Linked DNA regions of Rattus norvegicus: all the other regions are linked to region 2. The links are chromatin contacts, called in public Hi-C maps. All regions are on one chromosome and are shown on one strand. Each heading gives the region's core, a stretch centred on a gene start, on an enhancer-like site or on the middle of the called end of the contact. The rest is flanking DNA. Distances are from core to core; before and after follow the strand shown.

Region 1 (3,546 bases), core at 792-3,291, 180 kb after region 2:
TTGTATCCTTCTATCACTCACACACACACACACACACACACACACACATACATAAATGGCATCTGTCACGGCTCTGCCACTCAGTAAGTGTTACATAGAAACAGACAGTTCTGATTTACAAAGAGTTAAAGTGCCTTTAAAAAAAACGTGTGACTCCTTAGCCCGAGGTCAGGAAAATGCAGGTTACTGTAACACACCTAGCAGAAGTGGTGCGGGTGCTGCTGAGCTCACACTGTTTTTCTGACTGCTTGCTTGTTTTCTTGATGTCACTGGTACTATTCTCAGAAAGATTGTTAAGTGCAAATATATAATGATTTGTTTTTCAAGCACTGAGGACAGAACCTAGAACTTCGTGCTATCTGGGCAAGTACTCTATCACAGAGTTAACCCCCGGCTTTAGATTTCTTTTCTTTCTTTCTTTCTTATTTTCTTTCTCTCTCTCTTTCTTTCTTTCTTTCTTTCTTTCTTTCTTTCTTTCTTTCTTTTTTTTTATAAATTATTGGAGAGAGAGATTAGAGAGAGAGAAAAAGAAAGAGGACTCTTTTTTTTTTAAAGATATATTTATTTATTTTATGTATGCGAGTACACTGTAGTTGTCTTCAGACACACCAGAAGAGGGCATCAGGTCTCATTACAGATGGTTGTGAGCCACCATGTGGTTGCTGGGAGTTGAACTCAGGGACCTCTGGAAGAGTAGTCAGTGTTCTTAACCGCTGAGCCATCTCTCCAGCCCCCGGCTTTAGATTTCTGAGAAAAATAATCTAATAAGCAGCCCAGGCTGGCCTTAAGCTAGGGACTTTTCTGTCTTGTCCTTCCTAGTCCCAGGATTTTAGGGATGTTCGACCATACCTGTCTACATCACTACTTTGCTGTTCTAGGCAGGACAAACATAAACTAAACATCATCGTGGCACTGTCATTGACCCCTGTACCTAAGACTCAGGTGTCTCTGTTCCCTCACTTCTTGTTTGATTGATATGAATTCACTATTTTTTTTTTGTTTCACTTTTTCAGTTAGAACTTTCAGCTTAACTTTTTTCCTAACTACTTTTCTTTGAAATGTAATATGGCGTCCTAAACATAACCAGCATGCAAAGCAAGTTGGAATAAAACTAAGGAATCCTGTCACACGGTGTTTACAGAAACCTCTGCAATTTCGGACACCTGGTTCTCGCTCCGAGCTGTTGGACTTTTGACTAGAGTAGCCTCTGTGCCAACAGAAACATAGCCTTATGTAATTAAGCAATTAGATAGCGGGGATCAATTAATTATACTGAGTGACTGCTTGCCGTTCTGGTGGGACCATGAACAGACTGAACAAGTGAGTGTGACTCTGTAGAAAACTCTGTGCCATATGTGTGCATTCTTAGTGTCAACAACCGATTCTGCTTTTATTAGATTTAATTTCCCATAAAATCTGGATTTTTTTTTAAACAGGAAAGAGACTGTTTATAGAATTTCTGTAGTAATCCGTGAGTCACGGAGTCCTTCAAGTCACAATTTGCACCATAAATCTCACTGTGAGTGACTTTAAAGCTTTCCAATCAATCCACCTCTTGTTAGAAATTTTATCTAAAGGCAAGGAGGACAGTACTAAATTCCCTGAAGCAAATTCCTCATATGAAACTCTTGTCCGATTTAACGTTCCTGTGTTCATAATAAAATATGATTACGAAGGACAGCACATTGTTGGTATCTTAAGATAAATACAGACTTTCGATAAAAGACCTAAAAACTTTCTATTTGCAAAGCAGTCACCATTGGCTTGGAAAAAGTCCTACAGAGTTAATGAGGAAATGAAGGCATTCACAAACCTAGACGCTATACCCTCTCATTAAAGATACTTAGTAGCAGTCAAGCTGCACCAGACCCCAGCGTGCCTGTCATTTCTAAGTTAGGATTCTGCATCTCTTCACATATCAATGAGAATATATTTCCAAGGGTGAGGTATTTTTCCTTACTTTTCCAGCTGTGCTCATGCTGTCCTTCGCTGTGGGCAGGAAATGGATGGATCCTCGTAGACTTCTTCCCTCCTGCAGTGAACTGGGCCAAAGTTGCACACAGATTTTATTTGCTGGGGTGTCAGCTGATCCCACATGTGATCTAGCCCTTCACGACGACACACCCATCAGTTTATTCTCACTGCAAGTTAAGTTAAAACAAAGGGCTCTGGCCTGTCAGGCAAATCTTGCTCTGGGAATGTGCTATTGGGCACTTTTTTTTTTTTTTGATTCAATAAAGTTTTATTTTCCCAAATGTACAGCCAATTGAATCTGTTTATGCATCTTCACCAGCAGCTGGGGCAGCTCCACCTTTTGTGTTTCTGGTGTAAATTACTTGGGCTCTGTGCTTTGAAACCAGCTTGATAAGTCCTTTACTAAGTAGGTCCTGACCAAGGAACCTCGAATCTTCAGTCTCTCGGAGACCACAGCTGGAGTAATAAGCTTACAGTTGGAAACTTCCTTACAAAGTTTGTCCTAAGTAGCTTTGTCAAATAGGACAAGATTGTTCAGCTTGTCCCAAACTTTGCCTTTGGACCACTTCTTCTTTTTGGCCTTGCCACCAGATTTATTTACTGGGTCTTTGTCTTTTTTGGCCGTTTTTCCGGTATCCTTCTTCTTCTTGTCGTCTTTGGGCGGCATGGCGAAGTTCACAGAGTAGTGTGGACCACTGCAACCACACTAAGATGTCGGGGGGTGGGGGAAGCATATTTTGTTTTTATTATACTTAACGCTTCCTTTCTCTTTTATCTCCCTGTCTCTCAGTCCTCTCTTCCCCTTTCTCAACTGCACTTGGTCAGGTTAGAGCACTGTTTCCTTTTACTCAACAGAACAAACCTACCACTTAGAGTCCACAATGTGCACAGTGAAGAGGAGAGACAAGGTGGCAGGACTGATGGACAGACAGACAGACAGACAGACAGACATTCATTTCAGGGAAAGGAGGTTTGGCCTCCGTTCTTCAAAGCAGAAACACACCTTCAGTCGCAGCCAGGTGCTGAGGCCCCTGGTCTTTCTGCAGCACAACCCCAGGCTGACTCTATGGCTGACTGAGAGCCTGCAGGCATGGAGCTGGCCCAGGGGTGGCAGTCATGAGTAAGAGATGAACTCCACTCCTGCCAAGAGATAGTGGTTATAGCATCGTCTATTCCTTCTTGCTGAGAGAGCCTGGACAAATCTCACCGCTCTTTGCCATAGTTTCCTTTTCTGTAAGATAGAGGTGAAGAAGAGTGCCATTTCAAAGAATAGATAAAGCAGTAAGCACGCAGCCTACCGTGGGACCACATGGGTGGAAGACAGCACCATGAATTATAGCTAGACCGCCGTCTGTGAAGATAGACTCACAACACACTGGGAGGTGAAAGGCACACAGGCATACGGGTTGACTATATAGCAAGTGCTAGTAGAAAAGGGTGACCGAAGACCCAGGGGAGGCGTAGGGAGAGCATGCACTTGGATTAGTATAAAGAATGACAGTTTGGGCCAATGGGACAAAACGTCACGTAAGGCATCTCTTCACTGTCCTTTGTTTAGTGTCATGAACTTGA
Region 2 (3,455 bases), core at 234-2,733:
AAAAAAATATATATATATATATATATATGTATGTATATGTACACACACATATATATTATATTCAATATATATAATTGAAGGGCTGAAGAGATGGTTTAGTGGTTATGGGCAACTACTGCTCTTACAGAGAACCCCAGGTTCAGTCCTATGCGTCCCTACTCTCACAACTTGTAATTCTAGTTCCAGAGGGCCTGTGCCGCCTTCTGGCTTCCACAAGTTCCTGCATGCATGTGGTGCACATAAACACACACAGGCACACACACACATACATATTTTAAAGCATGTGGAGGATGGCAGGTGGGGAAGAGGAGGAGAAAGAGGAGGAAGAAGAGGAGGAGGAGAAAGAGGAGGAAGAAGAGGAGGAGGAAGAAGAGGAGGAAGAGGAAGAGGAGGAAAGAAAGAAAAGAAAGATGGGGTGTAGCTCAATGGTAGAGCACATGCCTTGAATGCACAAGGCCCTGGATTCGATTCCCAGCACAACAAAGGGGAAGCCAAGCAAAGAGCAGCAAAATCCCACCTGGGTTCTGTCACTAGGTTGGAGAGTAATTCAAGGAATCACAAGTTTACTATTATGCGTCCTAATAATCTTTTCCTTGGGATAGCTTATACATCATCACTTTAGTGCAACACTTCGCAGTGGGAAGGATCCGAAGAAATATCCAAATGGAGGATGTGTAAAAATACCAGAACCATCTTTTATAACTGTGCTAATTAGTGCATTAACTATTTGCCACGAGTAGAAAGAACACTAGAAAGAGGTAAGTGTGAGCTGAAGTCGGGTATAATGTAAAAATTTGAAAGCTTCGAAGGGTGGAAGAAATCTCAATTTAAAAATACCGATATCGTGGAAATAATATTCTGAGTGTTAGGTTGGGTAAACATACCACTAGAATTAATTTTATGTGGTTCCTGGAAAGTTTACAATTCCATATGCAATTTTATATCGTGCAACTAAAGCAAGGAGCTGCCACAGCGCTTACACTGCTAACCACGGAACCAAACCTAATGAGAAATGCTGGGTTTTGATCAGTTCACTTGATGCTTAGGAAATGTGTTGACAGGCTAAAGGTTGCAAGTCACTCAATGGGTTTACTGGAGATGGACTTGAAAGTCAATAACGTGATTTGAAGAAAACAGGTACACGGTGCTGCACATAGAAAGCGAAGGCCGAAGGGAGAGCCTAACTTTGCTTGGTAGATTTGAGCACCGCCTGCGCTCCAGATCTGATCCTGCAAGCGCGATCCCAGCAAGTTACTCCATTCCGTGGGACCCGCGCGGGCCTGTTCCCACCCAGCTCCCGCGGAGCAGAGCAGAAAGCAAAGCTGCTCCCCAAGTCGTGGGGTTGAAACAAAGCCTTCTTGCCCTCGCAGCGGCTGCGCTCGCCTTCCCCGGCGGGCAACGGCGGGCCACCCGGGCGCTCCCCGCCTCTGCTCCGGCCCACCGCGCGCCTCCATACCTGGTTCGCCATGTCCGCAAGTTCGGGATCGAGCGAGCGTAAAGGTACAAAAGTGTAGCGGAATCCGGGTATGAGCCCGGCGTGCGTGAGGGGAGGGGCTGAACGCCGGAGGCGTGGCTTGATGTAGGCGGGCTTACGTGGGGGCGGGAGGAGGTGTCTGTGCGTGGAGCGGGACTTGGTTGGGAGGCGGGCCTAGTGCCGGAAGGGCGGGGCTTGCATATTGGCCTCTGTGCTCCGTTGCTGCAGAAGCTATAGTGTTTGTACAGGAGCAGCGAAGCTCTTTATTCCCGGTTGGCTTGCTCGAGTCTCTGCAAAGCATCTCTGTGGTATTTCCCTGTCTAATTTTACTGCAGCCTTTGTACGTTAGGAGTGAGAGAAGTGTAAGGTGTGGTGACCGGAAAGCCCGTGTAGAACAAGCCACGCTTTCGTGTGTCCCTGTCTTTGGTCCCCTTCCTCTCTTCTCCTGCGCGCGCACGCTCTGCTGAGCGAATGCAGACTCTTGTGGTTTGCGCGTCTGGGTCCAGGATGAGTCAACATTGCTACCCTGTACGACTTTGAAACTCCTGATAACTTGGAACACAAGAGGGAGATGTTTGCCCATCCTAGAAACTGCCCCAGCTCAGATTCCAGCAGTTTAAGACAGGGTCCAGGTTGTGTCAGGGGCCACAGGACACGGAGAGAAGTTTGAAAGAAGGGAACGAGGGAGCAGAATGGGCGCCTTTTAAGAGTAGACCGAGTACTATATTGAATAAGGGAGAGAGAGGGCAGCCTTGTCTAGTCCCTGATTTTAGTGGGAATGCTTCAAGTTTCTCTCCATTTAGTTTGATGTTGGCTACTGGTTTACTGTGTATTGCTTTTACTGTGTTTAGGCATGGGCCTTGAATTCCTGATTTTTCCAGGACTTTTAACACTATGGGGTGTTGAATTTTGTCAAATGCTTCCCCCCCCCCCCCAGCATCTAATGAGATGTGGGTTTTTTTCTTCAAATTTGTTTATGTGGTGGGATTACGTTGATGGATTTCCATATATTTGAACCATCCCTGCAACCCTGGGATGAAATGCCTTTTTGATCATGATGGATGATCGTTTTTGATGTGTTCTCGGATTTGGTTTGCGAGAATTTTATTGAGTATTTTCGCATCAATATTCATAAGGGAAATTGGTCTGAAATTCTTTCTTTGTTGGGTCTTAATGTGGTTTTGGTATCAGCGTAACTGTGGCTTCAATGGGTTAAAAAAAAAGTACATCAACTGTATAGAGACCGAAGATGCTGCATTTGTCGATGTAATCCCAAATGTTGCTTGTGTTGAAATGTATCTACTAAAACACCGCATTTTCTCTCTTTTTCAAGGCTTATTTCCTGAGAACACACCTTAAGGGTTGACATTCTCCATGGTACTGTTCAAAGTCCTTCCCTCACTTCACGCTGACACACATCCTGGCTTATGTAATAATTATAGGATGATCACCAGAGTCTGACTCCAGTCGGGGGGGCTTTCCTAAATCCCAGGCTTGGAAGTGCCAAGCCGTGCTTAAAACTCAACTTATGGACTGGAGAGATGGCTCAGGGGTTAGGGGTTAAAGAACACTGACTGCTCTTCCAGGGGTCCTGAGTTCAGTTCCCAGCAACCACATGGTGGCTCCCAACCATCTGTAATGGGATCTGATGCCCTCTTCTAGTGTGCATGAAAACAACTCCAGCATTCTCATATAAATAAAAAAACAAGAAGAAAAAAAACCTCAATTTATATAAAACTAGTTTTGTATTTTCTCCTTAAACGAACCTTTCTCTATATCTTGGTGTTGATAGGGTCCATCTACTTGCCCCAGTCAGAAACCTGAGAGTCACAGCTTCTCCGTCTCCCTTGGTCCCTGCATTTGTTCTGTCATTAAGCTTTTATCTCTCGAATCTTGTAACTCTTCTCATTTTCTATAGTCCAGGAAGCCTCTTCCCTGATTTCATTTGATGCCAGATGCCTGAATCTCTAACATATCTCTA
Region 3 (3,389 bases), core at 28-2,527, 250 kb after region 2:
ATAACTGAAGCAAAGACCTAATCCATCAAAGGCCATAATTCTGGGAAAGTCACCAAGTGCACTGACCTTGCTTTTGGGAGTCTCTGGTTCTGCTTCTGGCTGTCTTTGTTAACTGAAGAGCGTCAGCCCAGGACATGGTTTTGTGCTTAGAAGCTCACCCTAAGAAGGGCTTGGTGCTACACTGGGATCCCCAACACTCGGTATAGGTTATAGGCTGACTAATAAAGAACTTTCTATTGATTTAAACCCATGTCCGAGCAGTCTTCTCCTGTGGAAACCCCACAACACTATTAAATTGTTTGTGCTACACATATAAACATTCTTAATGTATTTATGCCCCCGGTCAGTTTCACGTTGCTCTAATAAAATGTAAGAGACCAGCTAACTTACAAAGAAAAAAGGTATGTTCAGCTCACGGGTTGGGAGGTGGACTGATGAACAGTATGCTGCCAATTCTATGAGACTTCACGGCAAGGATTGTGGAGCAGGTGAGAGGGGCGAGAGGGATGAGGGGGAGTTGCACATGACAAGATAGCAAACGGTAGGGAGTTAAAATGCAGTTTCTGAGGAGCTCAGGAAGACAAGAACTACATTTCTCACTGTTAATGCTCCCAGCTAGTGTTTTTTAAAAAATATTTATTTTTTCACTTTATGCATATGAATACACTGAGGTTCCCTTCAGAGACACCAGCAGAGGGCATCAGATTCCCTTACAGTCACCATGTGGCTGCTGGGAATTGAACTCAGGACCTCTGAAAGAACAGTCAGTACTTTTAACCGCTAAGCCATCTCTCCAGCCCACCTCCACCCCTACCCCCACCCCCGCCCAACCACCATCTCTTCCCCATCCTCGGGGCCCTCTCCTCTCCTTCTGCCCCGCCCCTTCCTTGCTTACTAGCCCTCCTCTTTCCTGTTATAGGTACTCTTACCCTCTTTTCCTCAATGCCCCCTTCAGATCTCCCCTTCCCACCTCTGAAAATCAAATGGTACCCCTTCCCAGTGACCGTGAGACCTTCCCACAATCCCCACCCGCACCATTCAGTGAGCTGTTTATGTCTCATAGCACACACACAGTGCCTCTTTCTCCCTTTTCTTTTTCTCCTTTCCAGAGATCCGCAGCCCGTCCACGGTACATCTGAAATCAGGAAGAGATGCTCCGTGCTATGATAGTGACGCTGTGTTATAGAGGCCTGTGAGCAATGGCTGCTACAGCGTTCTGGAACTTGACATTTCCCAGAATGCTATTCCGTTGCTAAGCTATGAGTATCTCCTCACAACCAGGGAGGCAGGCGCCTGGGCTCTTTGGAGTGAGAGTGGGAAGAACTGGAGGGACACCACTTTGCTCTTTTGGAGGCGTCAGACAGTCGGCTGTTTCACCGGTAAAATCTCCTTAAGTCCTGAGATTTAAGGAAGTAAAAACTCAGCCGAGACCCAGTATGAGGCTGGAAGGACATCAGCAGACCCGAGTTCCTATCGGTTGATTTATCTGCTTTAAAAACTGTTCTCAGGTATAATTTTCTATTCATCATTAGAAAAATTTGCTAACATTTTAGCTACGCTTACCTATGAGTCTCAAATATGCCTTTTAAGGCATACGGAAACCAAGTAAGTCATTTTGAGGAAAAAGGACGCTGTATTTTAAAGTCAGTCACTTATTCCGAGGGGATCGTACTAACAGCACTGTGCTATTCATAGAAACATTTGTTCTGTGCGGGGAAAATACTAGCTCATTTAACGGCAATTACTGAGTTTATACCAGGTGTGTGCACCCAGCAGGAAAGACGAACCAGCAGGGTAAATCAAGGCATATTTAAAACAAAAAGCGGGGCAGAGCAGGCGCTATGAAGAGTGCTTTAAAGAAGAAAAGGGTTAGAAGGTGGTCGAGGCTGGGGTAACAATGGGGATGACTACAAGGAGGTGTTAGGACTCCGTTTGGAGAAAGAGTGTGCCCAGAGCAATGAACCCTATATGAGAAGAAACCTCAGGGACCTGGGCTGGAAGAGTGAGAGAGCAGTGTTCATGTTCCCAGCAACTGCTGTACAAGATGACCTTCAGCTAATCCTTTCTTGGTGTGTTCCTTTGTAAGCCCCTGTTCTATTTTGAACGTATCGGTATTAATATGTTATGCAAATGGGCAGGGTATTTTTCTGAATAACATTAACTGTTTTTTTTTTCAACCCTTCTCTTTGAAGAATTGTATTTCCCTTGTTGTAAATAAAATTTGATAATTTACTGGTACATGGGTAGATTTGAGAGACCACGAGAAAGGAAAGTTTGCTTTCAAAAGTGTCTTTGAAACTTCTGTTAGTTAATTAATTTATTTATCTAATATATGGATTTTGCCTGAATGTACAGGTGTGGATCACGTGCATGAAGTACTGTGGAAGCCAGAAGGCTTTTGATAACCTGAAATTGGAATTATGGGCAGTTTTGAGCTGCCTAGGGTAGGTCCTGGGAAATGAGTCTGGGTCCTCTGTAAGAGCAGCAAGCGCTCCTAAGGGCTTAGTCATCTCCCCAGCTGTAGGTTTTGGAACGATGGATGTGACGTGCAATTAAATTCCACACACGGTCTTCACATTTCCCTCTCCGGTGAGAGCATCACAAAGTAGAGTACAAACAGAACTCATCGATCTTCTCTGGGGAAATCCCCGGGGTATGCTTGCCTAGGGAAGAAGTCTTAGGCGGGTTTTACAACATATAAATAGTAAGGGCCGGCATGCTTACTAAAAATAGCTAAAGCTCTTGTGTGTCTACAAATGATCTTATTCTTAATAGAATGTGAGTACAAAACAAGGTTAAGTTCTAGACCACTCTCCATTGCGTGTGCTCACTTGATTGGGCTGGCTGGAACTACAGCCCCTGGATGCCACTTTTGCAAGCCACAGTCACGGATGCCGCAGTTGAGCTGGTAGTTGTTAGCATTTGCTTCCCCGTGATTTGAGAGAGGTCTTCTGCAATGCAGACTGTGTCTTCTGCATGACCACCTGACGTAGGGAAAATAGCCTGGGGATTGTTTTCTATAGCATGCAGCAAGAACCTGTCTCCCTATCTGTCTCCCTCCCCTCTCCTCCCTCCCTCCTGCTCCCCCTCATTATGCATCTCTTGATTCTATGTTACTTGCTAACTAATTAATTCATGGCTTACATGTAAAAGTGATCATGACTTTGCTTATGGAATTCATCTATGGTGCACATCAGTCAGTTTAGCACTAACATATCTGATACTGAGTTCAGCAAAAAGATTCAGTCTCTTTATTGGAAATTAACTTCACTTTTGATTTTCCAGTACGGATATTTATCCATTAATTAAGTAACTTATTTCTTGGTCTTTACTACCTTTAATCTCTTAGAATGTTTGCTCAGGGCTGGAGCAATGGCTCAGCAGCTGAG

The links. A called contact is a pair of places that touch in the nucleus more often than the background predicts.
Region 1: a contact with region 2 is called in a Hi-C map of kidney, with 2.7 times the contacts expected there. The contact joins the promoter of Adh1c here to the promoter of Adh5 in region 2. A contact is called at or near these places in 3 of 12 Hi-C or Micro-C datasets (hepatocytes, kidney and liver).
Region 3: a Hi-C map of the A7r5 cell line shows a contact between it and region 2, with 4 times the contacts expected there. The contact joins the promoter of C2h4orf17 here to the promoter of Adh5 in region 2. A contact is called at or near these places in 10 of 12 Hi-C or Micro-C datasets (the A7r5 cell line, the Rat2 cell line, Schwann cells and 6 more) and 1 of 1 datasets of contacts at active chromatin or transcription factors (oligodendrocytes).

What each region holds. Positions count from the first base shown.
Region 1 is chr2:229,469,198-229,472,743 of GRCr8, reverse strand. Adh1c (alcohol dehydrogenase 1C (class I), gamma polypeptide) reads right to left here and starts at 2,041. Exons shown (of 9, transcript NM_019286.4): 1 at 1,961-2,041. The coding sequence starts at 1,978.
Region 2 is chr2:229,646,585-229,650,039 of GRCr8, reverse strand. Adh5 (alcohol dehydrogenase 5 (class III), chi polypeptide) reads right to left here and starts at 1,483. Exons shown (of 9, transcript NM_001126120.1): 1 at 1,457-1,483. The coding sequence starts at 1,468.
Region 3 is chr2:229,393,547-229,396,935 of GRCr8, reverse strand. It overlaps C2h4orf17 (similar to human chromosome 4 open reading frame 17), which reads left to right and starts at 1,277. Exons shown (of 9, transcript NM_001134579.2): 1 at 1,277-1,508.